Regions from separate parts of the Mus musculus genome. Here region 1 is linked to region 2. Evidence: chromatin contacts called from public HiChIP or PLAC-seq data. All regions are on one chromosome and are shown on one strand. Each heading gives the region's core, a stretch centred on a gene start, on an enhancer-like site or on the middle of the called end of the contact. The rest is flanking DNA. Distances are from core to core; before and after follow the strand shown. Region 1 has its middle 10 kb from the start of Gm46069. Region 2 has its middle 7.3 kb from the start of Gm46068.

Region 1 (3,647 bases), core at 893-3,392, 100 kb after region 2:
ACCCATGTGATGCATTAGATTTGCTGAACTTTTATCAGAGAAAGTGTATAACCTTTGGCCAGGATCTTCCCAGGTTCTCATCCCAAGCCTTCTTAAACCATTTTAAAATTCTGATTCTGAGTTCGATTCATTAGGTTACATGAAGAAGTGAAGTCATTTGGTATTTGTCTGGTCTGCTTAGTGTTTTTCTGGAACTGTTTGATTCCTTTTTACTCTTTAAATGTAACTCTAAAGCCTTTAAAATACACACACACACACACAAACACACATACACATACACACATACAAAAACACACACATAACACACACACACACACACATATAACCCTCAACACCTCACATTCTGATTCTAATGGACAGTGTTGGTAAACAAGAACCACTGACATAAGACTGACATCTTCAAGTGACCTGGACCACTGAGACACAAGACTATTTCCAAGTGACTTGCTCTACGTCCCATGGAGAGTCCGAACTCAAGTCAGTGTCTGGCAGCCTGGGCAAGACTCACCCAGGGAAGACAAGTGTGGCTAAAAATCGAAACGGTCCTGTTGGGTAGGACTCTGAAGAGGTCTGTCTGACCCCAGCTTAGATTTTCATTTATCTGTTTGTACCCGAGAAGGAACTGTGCAGAAGAGCGGTCAGGAAGGATGGAAAACAGAAAGCCACATCTTATACGAGTCCTGAGGTGTACCCACAGCCTGAGAATTTACCATCCCCCTGAAGACCTGAACAGTCAAGAGGATAGTCTTCACTCCCACTCTCGAGCAGAAACATAGGTATCTAGAGAAATTCATAATACAAACAAAGAGTAAAATGCACGTGGCAGGCGTCTTCACTCGTATGTCTTTATCAACAACAGTTGGAGTGATTGCAATTTATGAAAGAAATCCCGAGATGACATCGTCTAGTGTCTAAGAGAACCCATGTCTTTCACCAGGACCCACAAGGGGATGTGTATATGCAAGTATGTGACTAGAAGAGAGAAAGATAGCGCAGTTCAGCTGGGTCCATATCAAGTTTGAGGAGGAAAAGCCCATGTGGTAATGTGCCACCAGCACCCAGTATGGCAAATGCCAGTGAGCACTGGTACCATGCTTCCTACAGAGAGACCTGTTCTCACAGCGATCTTGTTGGCACCCTCCAGCTCTCCACTGAGCATGCGCTATGCAGGAAAGCCCATTCCTCACTCAAGTCTCAGATGTTCTCCACTGGAAGCCACCAACACGGCGTCTTCAGCATGGTTGGAAAATAAAACTAGCTATGCAAGCATCACGGTCAAGGGGAAACTCAGGTTCTTTCTGGAGTTTGTTCACTCTGGCATGAGGCTATGACGAAGTAATTGATTAGTTTCGATAGACGATCGGGAGTGGAGAATGCTTCTAGACTCATTCCAAGATGTTGAAATAGCGAAAGAAAGAAAGAAAGAAAGAAAGAAAGAAAGAAAGAAAGAAAGAAAGAAAGAAAGAAAGAAAGAAAGAAAGAAAGAAAGAAAGAAAGAAAGAAAGGGGAGGGGGGAGGGGGGAGGGGGAGGGGACGGGAGCGGAGGGGACGGGAGCGGAGGGGACGGGAGCGGAGGGGACGGGAGGGGAGGGGAGGGGAGGAGAGGAGAGGAGAGGAGAGGAGGGGGCAGATGGCAAAAGATAATAAAAAATAGATTCCTGAACTCAAAAAAATAATAATAAAATAAAATAAAGAATAAATAAATAAAACCACAGCAGCTTTTAGCTGTCGTTGGACCTCTGGAAGTTTCAGCGTAGTGTTTACAAAACTAAAATAGAAGTTATGACAGCTCATTATGTTTAAAGATGAATATTCATAAGCATGCAGGGGTGTTTATGAGAGATTGCATTTTCTGTTTTCTCCTGAAAAAGCCGTAGATCTATGTGATACTTAGAGAAACTGACTAATTTTTCTTAAACGCTTAATCTCTTGGGAGCGAGCTTCATTTATCTTTTATCCCCCCTCACAATAGCCCATGAAAGAGGCTTTGTCGGAAAAAAAAAGGGTGCTTGTGGTGGTCATGGAACATATGTCTCAGTAATCCAAGGACAGAAGTCAGTTGTCCTGTCTTAGAAAGGAGCCCTGACAACCTCCCTGCACCCGGGGCACACCATTTGTTCGGCGGCCATGTGGGCCAGCATCCTGGCCGGGCGCCGAAGCCCAGTGCAGCCGCGGCAGGCTCCCTGGCAGGGCTTCCTGAGTCAGCAGTCTCCTCTCCACAGAGCAGATGGGCCAGCCCTCAGGGAAAGGAAGCTCTTCTGAGAGTCTCCTGTCTTCATTCTTCCCAAATGGGCTTGGCTATAAAAAGCAAATTAAACAGCCATTGTTCCTTTCCTCCATGAAGCTGACATCCTAACATCCTGCCTAGTACAGGGCTCCCGGATGTTTGCTGCTGGCCGAGTGACGCTTGCCACTGCACCAACAGTAACATAAAAATCACTCTCGAATTCCACTCTGGAATGATATTTGTCTGAAACGCCACTGCTTTCTTTTTGGTTGTGACTACACAGCAGAAGAGAGCTTTCTCACTGGTCTTAGTGTCTTCTTCCTGCCTCCCGCGGGTTTGCACATGGACTTTGGGCCTTATAATCCTAGGAGAGTGTGGAGACTCGACCCTCAAACTTTCCCATTCTAGAGTACTCTGCGGGCGGGTGTACTGCCTGTGTAACAGAGTATTCGATAATACAAACTAACCACCCTGCCTTTAACCTCAGCAGAAAACAACAATAGCAACCCTAAACAAAACCCCTTTTTGTCTCTCTGTCTGTCTGTTTGTTTGTTTGTTTTGAGATAAGATCTCGCTACAAATCCCTGTCTGTTCCAGAACACACTGTGTAGCCCAGGCTGTCCTCAAACTCACACAGATCTGCCTGCCTCTGCCAGAATTAAAAGTGTGCCTTTCCAAAACAACAGAGCAGAACGAAAAATAAAGATGCTCTGAGTCTTTGGGTTGTTTGATTGGCTTTGGTTTTTGGTTTCTGAACATGGGGTTTCTGTTTCTCTGGGTAGCTCTGGCTGTACTGGAATTGCAGACAGGGCTGGCCTCAGAGAGATTCCCCTGCCTCTATCTCCCGAGTGGTTGAGGCTCGGGGAGAAAAATCAAAAGTAAATCACACAGACAACTTCATACCTCAAGAGAGAGGCAAAGGGAAGAAGGAGAGACATGATGGGAAAAGCAGGAGAGGTATGGAGAGAGAGGCTCACACTCACTAATGCAATTGCGTGTGTGCCTCTTACTGTACTCTCCAGGACGAGAGACGGCTCAGTGGTTCACATGCTCTGGCAGAGAACCTTCATCCAACTCCTGTATCAGGTGACCCCCAACCTCTTGTAATTCCAGTTCCAGAAAGATGGACCTCTGGCCTCTAGGCACTAGCACTCTCCTGTCCATACCCACATACATTCAAATAATTAAAAATAAAATAAATTGTTTTAATTTTATTTTAAAAGGGTAACCTAGAAGAGCATCTACGTCACTTCTCTGAGCAATATCCATATATAAGTCAGCACCGGCCAAGTCACAGAACAAGACAGCCCCACTTGGGACATGAACCTATAATCCCACAATTGCCTTTAACCACGTGGTAACTAACCAGAGACAATGGAAACAAGCAATAGATTACACATCCATCACCCCAGACCAAGGT
Region 2 (4,226 bases), core at 1,443-3,942:
TACAGTCTCTCTGTTCCCACATCTTTTTTCTTTCTCTCTACCCACAGATGCTTCGGTACCCTCCAGACATGCCTACAACCTTCTGACTTAGGTCTGAAGCTTTCCTGTAAAGTCTTTTATGGGTGGAAAGCCCATGCCCACACTGCATATGGCTGTCCATGCCTCTGACTAGTTTTCCCTTCCCAGGCTCCAGAAAGTAACTGTCAGGTTTTTACTACATTGTTTTGTTCTTGAGACCTTTACAAACCACAAAAGCTTGATATTACAGCAAATGATAAGGTCCACCAGCAGGCTCTCAAGATACATTCTCAGAGTCTTAATACCGTCCAAGTAATCCAGACATATTTCAATTTTTTTGTTTGTTTTGTTTTGTTTGTTTGTTTGTTTTATTTTTCAAGACAGGGTTTCTCTGTGTAGCCCTGGGTGTCCTGGAACTTACTTTGTAGACCAAGCTGACCTCAAACTCTGAAATCCACCTGCCTCTGCCTCCCGAATGCTGGGATTAAAGGCATGTGCCCCCACTACCTGGCTCGACATATTTCAACAGGACAAAAAAAGATACTGCAATATGACTTCCCAGTCTCCTCCTACATACTGGGAACATTGAAGTCACATGTTCAAAAACTAGAGAAGTGACCTCTATTAGTATAGATTAGAACTTTCTGCTATATTAATTTATAAACCAAGTCATTGTTTGGGAAGATAGCTTAGTCAGTAAAGGGTTTTCCTTAAAGCATGAAGACTTGAATTCAGTGCTCAGAATCCATGTTTTGTTTTGTTTTGTTTTGTTTTGTTTTGTTTTGTTTTGTTTTGTTTTAATGTCAACCATGGTCATGTGTACTTGGAATCCCTGTGGTGAAGAGAAAGCAGAGGCTAGAGTCTACTCACTGATTTCCAGACCAGCATGAGTCCCTGTCAAAGAAAACAAGAGAGAACAGTACCCAAGGTTGACCTCTGGCATCCACGTGCACACAAGTGTGCATACACAGGCAGGCACACACACACACACACACATACACACACTGTACACATACAACATTGAGTAAACAGATGGTTGACTAGAAAGCATGGATAGATTTCATGAGATTAAGTTGCAAGCTCTATTCATGAATGGAGAAATGCAAAGAGGAGCATCCAGAATATGGGATGAGATTAAAATTTGATGTCACCAGGACTTGATACTAGCAGGAAACCAAGTAAATTTGGATAATATTGATCTCTTCTTCCCCATACTGTCAATAAAAATAGAACATTCCTTAAATATTAACACAAGACAGAGAATGTCTCCATTAAGGAATACTTTTACTTAGAATGCAAAATGAAAGCTAACATAATCTCAGAAGCAGATACAGATTTGTCTGTGGGGAAATGGTGCCCTGACAGATGCTTCAGTGACAACTAGGGACTTAGAACACTAGGGAGGGACAGGAACTGTGAGAAACTGTCAGTGTGTCCATAGTGGAGGTTGGAACAGAGAGTCTGGTGCTTTCTAGTAAACAACCCCTACCCTGGTGACAATGGGTAAAACCAGCAACCTCTCCTGAGCCTCTGACCTCTTTATTTTTGACTCCACAATGGATTCACTGGATAGCATTGATTCTTTGGATAGTGCAGATTTTGTGTACCAAATCAACTTCCATATTAGAAAGAGAATATTCTAACCTTCCAAAAAGAGTTTTTAAGCAGCTCCTTCAGAGATCTATTTCTTAATAAAAAATCATGCTTTGCCTTTTTTTGTTCAGTGAGCCAGGCCTCCAGGAACAAATGAACTATGCCTGGTTAAGCTGACAAAGCTTTCTAAATCCCATGTCTACGTTGCAAAGCATCCTGGGAAGTAGTTTCTTACTACAACCCAAGCTCCAGGATGAACATATTATTGAACTTTCTCCAAAAGGAGGTACCTTATCAAGAGTACCATCCAAGGCTGTGATGGGAGAAAGAGCAAATGCCTTATGACTAGGGAAGATGATACTCATTTTGAGTTATGGCTCAAACACTAGCAATGGAGGCTCAAACCACAAGAATTCCTGTGGAAATCATTTTATAGTTACTGATGACGGACCTGCTTGGTGTGAGATAGTGCAAGGGAGACAAAGCTAAAACATCCAGAGACACTTTCACTCTAAAAAAGGAGAGGTGATCATTTGTGTAGCTGGAAGTAGAGACTAGTAATCACATAGAAGACTTAGTTCCATGGCTGTGGTAGTTTGGACAGGGACATGTTACTTCTAACAATGTATTGTGTGCTATTCTAGACATCAGGTTTGTGTTGGCTTATTTAATTCTCTAGTAACTAGAAAGTATGTAGTATTATTAATCCTGTTTATGGACTCATAGAAAATGAGAAAAATGCTGGGCAGTGGTGGTGTACGCCTTTAATCCCAACACTTGGGAGGCAGAGGCAGGAGGATTTCTGAGTTTGAGGCCAGCCTGGTCTACAGAGTGAGTTCCAGGACAGCCAGGGCTATACAGAGAAACCCTTTCTGGAAAAATCAAAAGGAAAAAAGAAAGTGAGAAAATCATTCATAGTCCTAGTGGCTAACCAGGGGCACGAACTGTGGCTGTCCCACAGTCCTTGCTCTTGGTCACTACCTTGCTGTCTTGTGATTGGCAGGTGGAAGCCAATCAAGCTTGCAGGGAGGAGGGGATGTTTACACAGAGCCTGGAGCTGGGTGGGGCATTTGATCCGTAAACATAGGAGGGACCACATTCCTAGCAAAGTAAACAGTGTGAGGAGAAGCAGGGGGCCTGGCATCCCTAGGCTTATTGTTTCCTCGGGAGCCAACAATAGTCCCACAGCCCCAGCACAAGGGCGAGTTCAGAAATAATAACTTAGCAACCTAAAGAGCCAGAAGGAAAGGCCAAGCAGGAGGAGCAGACAATGGCTGAATGTAGCCTTTGGAACTTCAATTTCCACGATTTGTATGGAGTCTCTCTATTCCAATCTCTAGGCGAATAGCTGACTTGAAAAGGAAGCATAAGTTCTATCAAGGAAAATCTCTTCCTGAGTAATTCAAGTTATATCCCAAACTGCAGATACAGGTTTAGGGCAGAGTGCTTGCTTAGCATGTGCCAGACCCTGAGATAATGTCTGTCTGCCGGACCATCGGTTGGTCAGATGGTCAGTTGGTCTATTTACCTATCATCTGTCTCCGTTGTGTGGTGCTAAGGATCAAAGCCAGAACCTAACACAAGGTAACTAAGCATACTTGCATTGAGTTCCAGCGCAAGCCTTGTCTCATTAGGAGACAGCGGTGCCTCTGTAAAATTACTCAGGCTAACCTTGGGCTCACTCTGTAATCCAGGCAGGTTCTGAATTTGGGAGTCTTCAGCTTCAGTACCCTGAGTAGATGACAGATTGTGGGTGTGCATCACTAGACCTGGCCAGCGAGTGAGATGTCTTCTATTGCTACAAAGCTTATCTCTCGAGATTTTAAGAGCAGTCTTCATGAGCAGTCAGTCATATTGCTTATGAATAGTGGAACTGAGAATTAAGGTGTAAGAAATATTACAAGTAAACCTATGTTGTTCCCTTTCACGGATCGCTAATGTGTTTCATATCTCACATGAATTAAAACCATGATTCCAAACCAGGAAGACGGAAGAACAAGGTCTATCAAAGCTGAGTTGAGAGGAATGAGTATGCTGAGGCTCTATGAACCCTTCTTTTCCAGGGTGACATGGGTGGGGGGCTGTAGCTTCTTCAGACATGTGAGCCAGCCTGGGCTCACGTTCCCAGAATCTGGAAGAAGGTGAGAAGTTACTGTGGAAGTGGTACAAGTAGTTCCTATTTGAAGCAAATGTGGTCCAGATGTTAGTTCCATTGGTCTTCCATCCCATCCCTTCATCCTAACTAGGAAAAGAAGGATCTCTGGGCTTGACCCCATGCAGACTTTTGGTTCTCACAATTCCATCTCCTATCTGTGCTGCCTGGAGGAAGTTAATTACTTCTGTGATTAATCTGTTTATTTACACAGAAAGTAAAGATTATAACATTTTATTGAAAGGTCACTGAAAAATCACCCAGGTGGATGGTGTGAAGCTCTTCGCATGGTGCCTGCACACCACAGATGCTCAGAAAGACTCCCTTCTCCCTTCCTTTGCCCTTCCCATCTTCCTTCTGACATCACCCACATCCTCAGAGCACCTCACAGCATTCTCAGCATGTGCTGTTACCACCTTACCTAGTTTGTCTCTGAAAACCAGAGACTCAACCCTTCCCAAGG

What was found. HiChIP or PLAC-seq counts read pairs in DNA pulled down with a chosen protein or histone mark.
Region 1: an H3K27ac HiChIP or PLAC-seq map of extraembryonic endoderm stem cells shows a contact between it and region 2, with 3 times the contacts expected there. The contact joins two enhancer-like sites. A contact is called at or near these places in 1 of 15 datasets of contacts at CTCF or cohesin (CD8 T cells), 1 of 484 Hi-C or Micro-C datasets (nephron progenitors) and 3 of 115 datasets of contacts at active chromatin or transcription factors (bone marrow-derived macrophages, double positive thymocytes and extraembryonic endoderm stem cells).

What each region holds. Positions count from the first base shown.
Region 1 is chr8:34,677,924-34,681,570 of GRCm38.p6, forward strand. No RefSeq gene overlaps it. Among named protein-coding and RNA genes, the nearest start is that of Gm46069, 10 kb to the right of the region's middle. Within about 2 kb of position 2,143, at least 110 of the 459 cell types and tissues checked have an H3K27ac peak or open chromatin away from gene starts, as enhancers often do. A contact at or near this core is called in extraembryonic endoderm stem cells, where this site is marked.
Region 2 is chr8:34,575,574-34,579,799 of GRCm38.p6, forward strand. No RefSeq gene overlaps it. Among named protein-coding and RNA genes, the nearest start is that of Gm46068, 7.3 kb to the right of the region's middle. Within about 2 kb of position 2,693, at least 24 of the 459 cell types and tissues checked have an H3K27ac peak or open chromatin away from gene starts, as enhancers often do. A contact at or near this core is called in extraembryonic endoderm stem cells, where this site is marked.